2 separate regions of the Triticum aestivum genome follow, and region 1 is linked to region 2. The links are chromatin contacts, called in public Hi-C maps. All regions are on one chromosome and are shown on one strand. Each heading gives the region's core, a stretch centred on a gene start, on an enhancer-like site or on the middle of the called end of the contact. The rest is flanking DNA. Distances are from core to core; before and after follow the strand shown. Region 1 holds the start of LOC100682470 (spermine synthase). Region 2 holds the start of LOC123156089 (cyclic nucleotide-gated ion channel 1).

What was found. A called contact is a pair of places that touch in the nucleus more often than the background predicts.
Region 1: a contact with region 2 is called in a Hi-C map of an unstated tissue, with 7 times the contacts expected there. The contact joins the promoter of LOC100682470 here to the promoter of LOC123156089 in region 2. A contact is called at or near these places in 4 of 5 Hi-C or Micro-C datasets (leaf and an unstated tissue).

The regions. Positions count from the first base shown.
Region 1 is chr7B:440,775,966-440,779,772 of IWGSC CS RefSeq v2.1, reverse strand. LOC100682470 (spermine synthase) reads right to left here and starts at 2,382. Exons shown (of 12, transcript XM_044574438.1): 1 at 2,138-2,382; 2 at 491-708; 3 at 334-378. The coding sequence starts at 677.
Region 2 is chr7B:440,498,031-440,501,564 of IWGSC CS RefSeq v2.1, reverse strand. LOC123156089 (cyclic nucleotide-gated ion channel 1) reads right to left here and starts at 1,523. Exons shown (of 9, transcript XM_044574259.1): 1 at 1,277-1,523.

The DNA of each region.
Region 1 (3,807 bases), core at 1,133-3,632, 280 kb before region 2:
TCATTGCATTATTTTGCTGGGAAGCGTTTGTTATTTTCTACCAGTGAGGCGATGCTGTACCAACAGATTCCATTCCGCAAACCAAACAAGTAGGTTACATTAAAAGCTAGGATCGATGGTATATTTACCATCCAGTTCCTTGAAGCAAACACTCTTACAGTTTCTGCTGGGAAAAAGGTTACAACAGATCTGGATGTTTAGGAGCATTCTAGAATTACTTTTATCTGTGAAATAATTGCGACTTTCATAGTAAAAGGGACAGCACTTGCAAAAGGATTATTTGAGGGGAAACATGGTGAAATAACATTGATGGACCATGAATCAGGGAAATACCAGGCCACATTGGATTGTTGAAGTACTGCGCTTTGCTTGGTTTACCTGAACATACATCAAATTGGTTTTCAATATCAGAAGAGCAGACAATTTCCATGCCTCTACATTTACAGTTCCTAGAAATGCAATAACACAACACCAATCTGAACATACGTACCAGAGCGTGAGCGGGTTCCTGTGAACCACCCGGACACCACAGTAGCGTGGCACTTGGCCTCAGATTCCGCCACAGCAGCCTGCGCCTTGACACAGCAAGGAGGCAGTGGCTTGCGGGAGCCATCATCCCCACTTCCCTCTGTCTGTGCTGCCGCTGCAGAAACATTTCTTGCGCCTCCACCCTCCATGAACCCTCTTCCGCTTTAAAGTTCCCAGCCTCTGGATCAACAGCACAATACAAGGCAGGCAACAATAAGAAAAAAAAAACAGACAGCAGCTGGGTATTTTTTCTTTTCTTTCACTAGGTAATCAACAAAAGGTACAAAATTACTTTACAACCACGAAAGAGGAACAAAAGCTAAGGTGCTAACCATGACATTCTCAAGCAAACTACTACTAGTATTATATGCGATCAACATGAATGAAAGGAAACAAATTGAACTACCGCCCTGTACTCATGCTTTCACTATCTCAGTTTTAGGCTTTAGTTGGTAGTGAACATCAGAGATTTCCCCTCGTATTTCAGTTCTCAGCAGTCTTCCACTCCTCTAGTACTTAATTAAACCAAAGTCAACAAGTTCCAATGACAACAGGGCATATGGATATGATGACACCAGCTCTGCACCTACTGTAGGGCAATGCCAGAGCACTAAATGCGATCTGGATTGGGTGTAAGTCTTGTTTTGTGGATGTGGTTGGTTTACTAATGATTGATGAAGCTGTAGTAAAAATCCAACAAAGTTAGGTAAATCATATGACATCTAGACGTGCTTTAGCAAAACTGAAATTATGTCATGCTATTTACTGCCCCCTAACATATATTCTGGAACAGAAAGTCTAGATAAGGCATGATTGGAAACTTGATTATACAACAAAAAAGCTAACAAAACAGCACAGATCCCTACGTGGAGCAAATTTGCATCCAGTGGTGCGATAGGATGGAATCGAAGAAATCCAGAATCATTTTCTCACAAAGATGCAGAATCTTTGAATGTAACCGTGTATTATTGCTAAAGGAAGGGAAATTACCCCCTCAAAATCGAAAAATGCCAGAGGCGCTTTTTATATAGAAATCATCAAGCAAACCAGAGAGGCTGACTATGTTCAGCTAGTTTAAACGCAGAAAAAAAATGCAATGGTGCGGGCAGATCGAACCACTGGCAAGTAGAACCACTGGCACAAAGGACCAAGCACCTGGCGTGCACCCAGAAGAAGACGACGGGGCTGTGAACTTAAATAAACAAACGGCGTCTTTTTTGTTGGATAAAGAAAGAAAGATATCTCCAGAGCCGGGGGCCTATAACCTCGTTGGGAACACAAGCGACGACCCGGCCACGGCCACAGGCCACCGACACCGAGGAGGAAGAAAACGAACAAGAGGCGACATGAAACATCTGGCCGTGTCCCGGGGCTAAATAGCCGCTTGGGTTGCCGGATTTAACAGCGCCGACAACAGCGGACCAATTTCACGGAATCTGTAGGGCTAAATTGAAAAAGTCTGTACGACCTGTAGTCCTCTGGCGTGAAAGAACACCCCCCGGAAAATTTGGACACGACGGAGCACCACCGTCGTCTGGAAGTGAACCTAGGCAGGCGCCTGAAGAAGAAGCAAACGCGCACCTAGGCTGGAAGCTTTTGTAGCTCTCACCTGTTGGACGTACACGCGGACGGCGAGGGGGAGGAAGATGACGACGTGCCGCTGCTGGGAGAGAGTGGGAATGGGGTGGAGCGGGGTGGGCGAGAACAGGAGAAGCTTAAATAGGCGATCATGTGCAGTGTAGTGCAGGTTGTGACTGGTCCTCTTCTGGCACCGTCCACGGTAGGTAGATGGGGATGGGACGGGACGGGACGGGACGGGAGCGCCAAAGAAACGAAGGGCTCGTGCTTGATTTTGACGGGCATTAAAAGGACGGAATGCGATGCTCTTCTTCAGATAACCCCGCTCCAACGGATTAGATGTACCTTTCATGTGAGGTGTCGCCGCATCCGATTCTTGGAGAAAAGGGGCGATGATGTCCTTGCGCACGGAAAGATGCCTGCTTTTTTTCTCCCTTGCATGTCACTCAACTCATCTCAAGAACATGGCAACTCATTCAAGCCGCAGCTTTTGCTGCGTGACCGTGTGCATGCCCCTAGGTTCCCTTAAAACGAGTGCGCATCTGAATTTGCTTCGCGATCGACAATTATTATATAGGAGAGAAACGACGCGCTTGGACTAAGAAAGAAACAAACGTGTGTTGCTTCAAAAATAAATAAAGGAAGAGGGGCTAAAAAAAGGGAGACGGTGTGGGTGCTAACTTTGTTGCTCCAGGCTTCCAACACATACACCGTCCATAAAAGCATGTCTTGATGGGTTGACATTGTTTGCATGGGTAGATTAATGTATAAAAGCAACTTACCCCGCAAAAAAATATGTAAAAAAGCAACTTATGAATACATGCATGACTTCTAATATCACACAATTTTAATCGGATGTCTATTTAAAGCGGCATGAAAGCACACATGTGTATCGAGAAGTCTTGTGATGGGAACTAACTATTTGGATATAGAAGATTGTGAGTCGGCTTGTCTAGGATCATGGCTAGGGGATGTAATGAAGGCAAGATAACGATTATAGTCTAGGATTTTATTTATGGGTGCACCAGTGCGTGTTTTGCGGGCTTCTACATCACGGTCATTCTTTACTAAAACATTCTAAAATCCGATTGTCTATTTGTTCACCCTATTTTATGTAATCACTCTTCAGACGCCCTCTTTGGTCAATTTTTTTTTAAAAAAAGTAAGGGTCGCCCAACTTGTATTTTTTTTTTGTGGCTGAGTTTAGCTGGGTGAAAAATCAGGAGAGGCTCTAACAAAGTGGCACACGAGATTGTGATGTTTATTTTAATTCCTTTTCCTGATGGTGTGTCTGTGGATGGCGTTTCATCCTACATGATGGCTTCTATAAATGAGGATCGTATGAATTCTGTCAAATAATATATGTTTCATAAAAGGGATATTTTAAAATTGTTGTGAAATGAACTATGTCTTTGTCCGTTCTCTTCCATCCGATGTTGATAACATTATAACATAAAGTACCCAGTTAAAACCAGTATTCATTAAAAACATGAAAACTAACATCCAATACACAAAAATGTTTGGTCAAGATCAATCTCACCACCATCCTATCCATTCGTCTTTGCATTTACAACAACATAATCATTTCGCAGTGAACCTCCGTGGCTCCCCCAATCATTCGATCCATGCATATAAGTACTGTCCAAACGACCATATATTTCTTAACTAGGTCTTCGAAATAATACCAACATTGAATATGCG
Region 2 (3,534 bases), core at 274-2,773:
ACGGGTAGAAACAAATCCATGACGGGTGAAATATAGGTGACCATGATCCCTTGGTATACTTTATAAGGGATAAGAGTCAAACTAATAGGTGGTTAAATTTTGTCAGCCAAATAAAGGTAACAAGACAGCAAGAGTAAATACTGGACAGATGTATTTTTTAGATACAAAGATTTTTGTACACCGCTCCTTCTAGATTGTCCTCCAATTGGACCTTGGTGAACAAATACTACTAAAGTGACAGTAAGTATTGAACCATAGTCGGCATGAATATGATTTATGGTGCGCTCGATCCTCGCCCGACTTGCTAGAAATTAACTTGATCGTTTGATCATAGCCAAGAAAAAGAAGCATGTTCTATTATTTAGTATCTCAGAGTATCCCAGCCGTATTAAATTGGAAGAACCATGATCTGCATGGGAGTTAGACACAATGGCGCAGGCTTCACTCGTGCAGCCTTGCGGGAGAGTCTATTCGGCTCTCCTCCTGCAGCAAGGCTTTAAAGTGCTACCAAATGGTTTCCTGTGCCTAGCACGGTTAGGATTCTCCTAGCCAGCTAGCTTCAGATCAAAGTACCCTTAGGCTTCCTCGAGCAGAAACAAGATCATCACGACTCACGAGTTAAATATATGTGTCCTTACATTCTCCTGATAAACTTTACAAGGGTAAACGTGATAACACTAGGTGGTTAAATTTTGCCAGCCTGATAAAGGTAACTTAGGCAGCGAGTATAAATACCATACAAATAGATTCAAAGGTTTTCCAACATAGCTTGAGTTCCATGTGCATCCAATTCGGCCACAAAAAAAAAGACACAATGCATATAAGAACAAAATAATCGCCGTGTCCGTAGAGTCACCCTATAGAATGATTAGAATGTTCCTTTGAAAACCCAATTGCTGCTGGGGCAGACAAAAGTATAGCAGAGTAACGTTAAAATGCCAAATTAAGCCCCGCTGAAATTAACCCTCTGCACACCCACGGTTCCGCCTGACACTTGGCAACCACAAACCCAAACCCGCAACCTCTACAGCCACAGCAACAGATCCTAACTTCGATGCTCAAACTGGATAAAAACTAAATTAACGACAGACAGAAAGCAGCAAGCACTAGAGAGACTAAAGTACGATCATGTTTTTCCCGCAGCAGTGCGCAGAAGCCACCAGCTCGCCGCAAAATCACACGCCCAGAGCTAAGCGCGCACAGGATCAACCCGCAGAATCTTAAGACAGAGCGGCGAGGGCTGCAACAGGTCCGAGCAGGGGAGGCGGGAGCTCACCTAGGGTTTGAAGAGGGCTTGCTCTCCTTGCGCCGTGTTAGGCGGGCTGGCGGGTGGACGGAGGAGGGGAATGAGACGGGTGGTGGGATGGAATGGTAGGGGGGACGGGGGCTTCGCGGTCATGAGGCATGGTGGTAGTTGCCGCGGAATGGTGGTCGTCGTGGACTGGAGGACGAAGGGAGCAAAGGGGGAAAGAAAGAAAAGTGGGTGGCTGTGGGGACCCTCCCGTGGTGGACTCCACAATGACCCTGCCTAGTCTACGCCGTCGAGCAGGCCGGCCCAGTTAATAAAATAGTTCTGCGAGATTTGGACGTCATTTTTGGGCAGCGCTATGTCTCGCTTATCGCGGCGACTATATCTCGCCTTGAGCGAGATGAAAGCTCCTCTCGCTGATTTTTTTTACTTTTTTCGCTTTTACTAGTCATGAGGGAGCAGTTGAACTCGGGAGCAGAGTAGGACTTTCATAGCCGCTAACCAGTACGCCATAGGTAGATTTGTGTTAGATATTTAGGGCATGACATAATTAACCTAAAATAGCCAGTTTTCTCCACTGAATTTTTTGTTTTTTGTTTTGTTTTTGTTTTGACATCGGGTTTCTTTGTTTTTTTCTCTTTTTTTTCTCTTTTCTTCCTGGTTTTTATTTTTTTTCTCTATTTCCATTGTTTTTCAGTTTTTGTTTTGTTTTTATCTGGATGTGTAGACCGGAGGCATAGGGGGGAGATGTGGAGGGAGTGTGGGGTAAAGCAACAGATCGCACGGATACCCATTGTGCCTCCATCGGGACGCTGGTCGTGGATCCACGAAGCCCGGGATGGAGCGTTCGTGGACGCTACGGATCTGCCATCATGGTTGTTGCGGATCTGTCATTGGTGTTGCGGGCGAGGATCAGGGCACACAGGAGGGCTAGAATAATTGGCGACCACAACATCTGCTCGGCAGAACATTTCATCTAGGTCGTTGTTTTGGGTGGTAGACCATTGGCGTAATAAAGGCAACAGAATGTGTTTAAGTGGATTTGATCGGAGGGTCTTGGTTATTCGTGTACATTTTGCTGTTTGAATTTAGGGAAATTTATGTTTGCTCTTTTAATAGTAGTGGAGATATACACTCATTACACTTGTCGGTTCGTTTGTTTATCTGTTTACCGTTTCTTCTTCTTTTATTTGTTTCGCTAAAACTCAAAAATGTCAAAATGATTTTCACATTCTTATTGCTTGCTTCTTTTGATCTTTTTAGCTTTTCCATCTGCTTTTTATTAGTTCTTGTTATTCTTTTTACCCTTTTTAGTTTCGAGAAATGAAGATGCAAAGAAATATTTTATCATTTTGCTTTGTTCTTCTTTGGTTTTTCATTTGACTTTTTAGAAAACAACAACAAAATTCTCTTTGTTCCTTTTGTTTCTTCTCTGGATGTTTGTGTGGTTGCCTATTTGTTAAGCTTTGAAAATCTCAAAAAGTTTTCCCTTTGCGTCTGCTTTTGTATTTCTTATCGCCTCTTTAAGAAAATCCAGAAAAATAAATCATGTTGTTTGTTCTTTTCGTTCTAAGGTTGTTTTTGCTTTGGTTTTATTTGGATCTTCTTTCACTTTTCTTCGTTGCTTTTACTGCTTCTCTTTTTTCTTCTTTGTATTTAAGTTGCATGGCAAACATATTTTCGTTTGCATCTTATTGATTGAGAAAAACTAGGGGGGAGGGGTTCTGAAAAGATATTACCATAAAGCTAGATGACTTTTTTTTGGCAAGAATCGATGGTACAAACAAAAGATGGTCCAGTCCGCACACTTCAAATCCAATGGTAAATGAACAAGTTTCCAAATTTTCACTGAGTATAGTTTCTATTGGATACTTTCTCATTCTTGGATAGTGTTTCATTGTCTTTCATGTAGGACGTTAATCGCCGCGAACATTCATTGCCACTGGCACACATGGCATTTGCGAACACGTGGGGTGGCATTTTAGTGTTTTGGGTGGTGGCAGTTTTCAGAAAAGCATGGCAATTCTTTATTTATTTTTTGGTGCAATTCTCGTTAATAACCACCCTCTTTTGGATGTGGGTCATGTGGCTCTGGGGGCGTTTGCTTGGATCTCACCGCAGCGACCGTTCATGGTTCATGTATTCCATGGTGTTATCACGTTCCCATTATTATCCCTTCTTTTGGAATCATTTAAGGCAGTTTTGCGTCTAGTGCAAGGTCAAAGGGTAAAGTAGATGGGGCGTGGACTTAGGAAAATTTATGCTTGCTCTTTTAACGGACATAT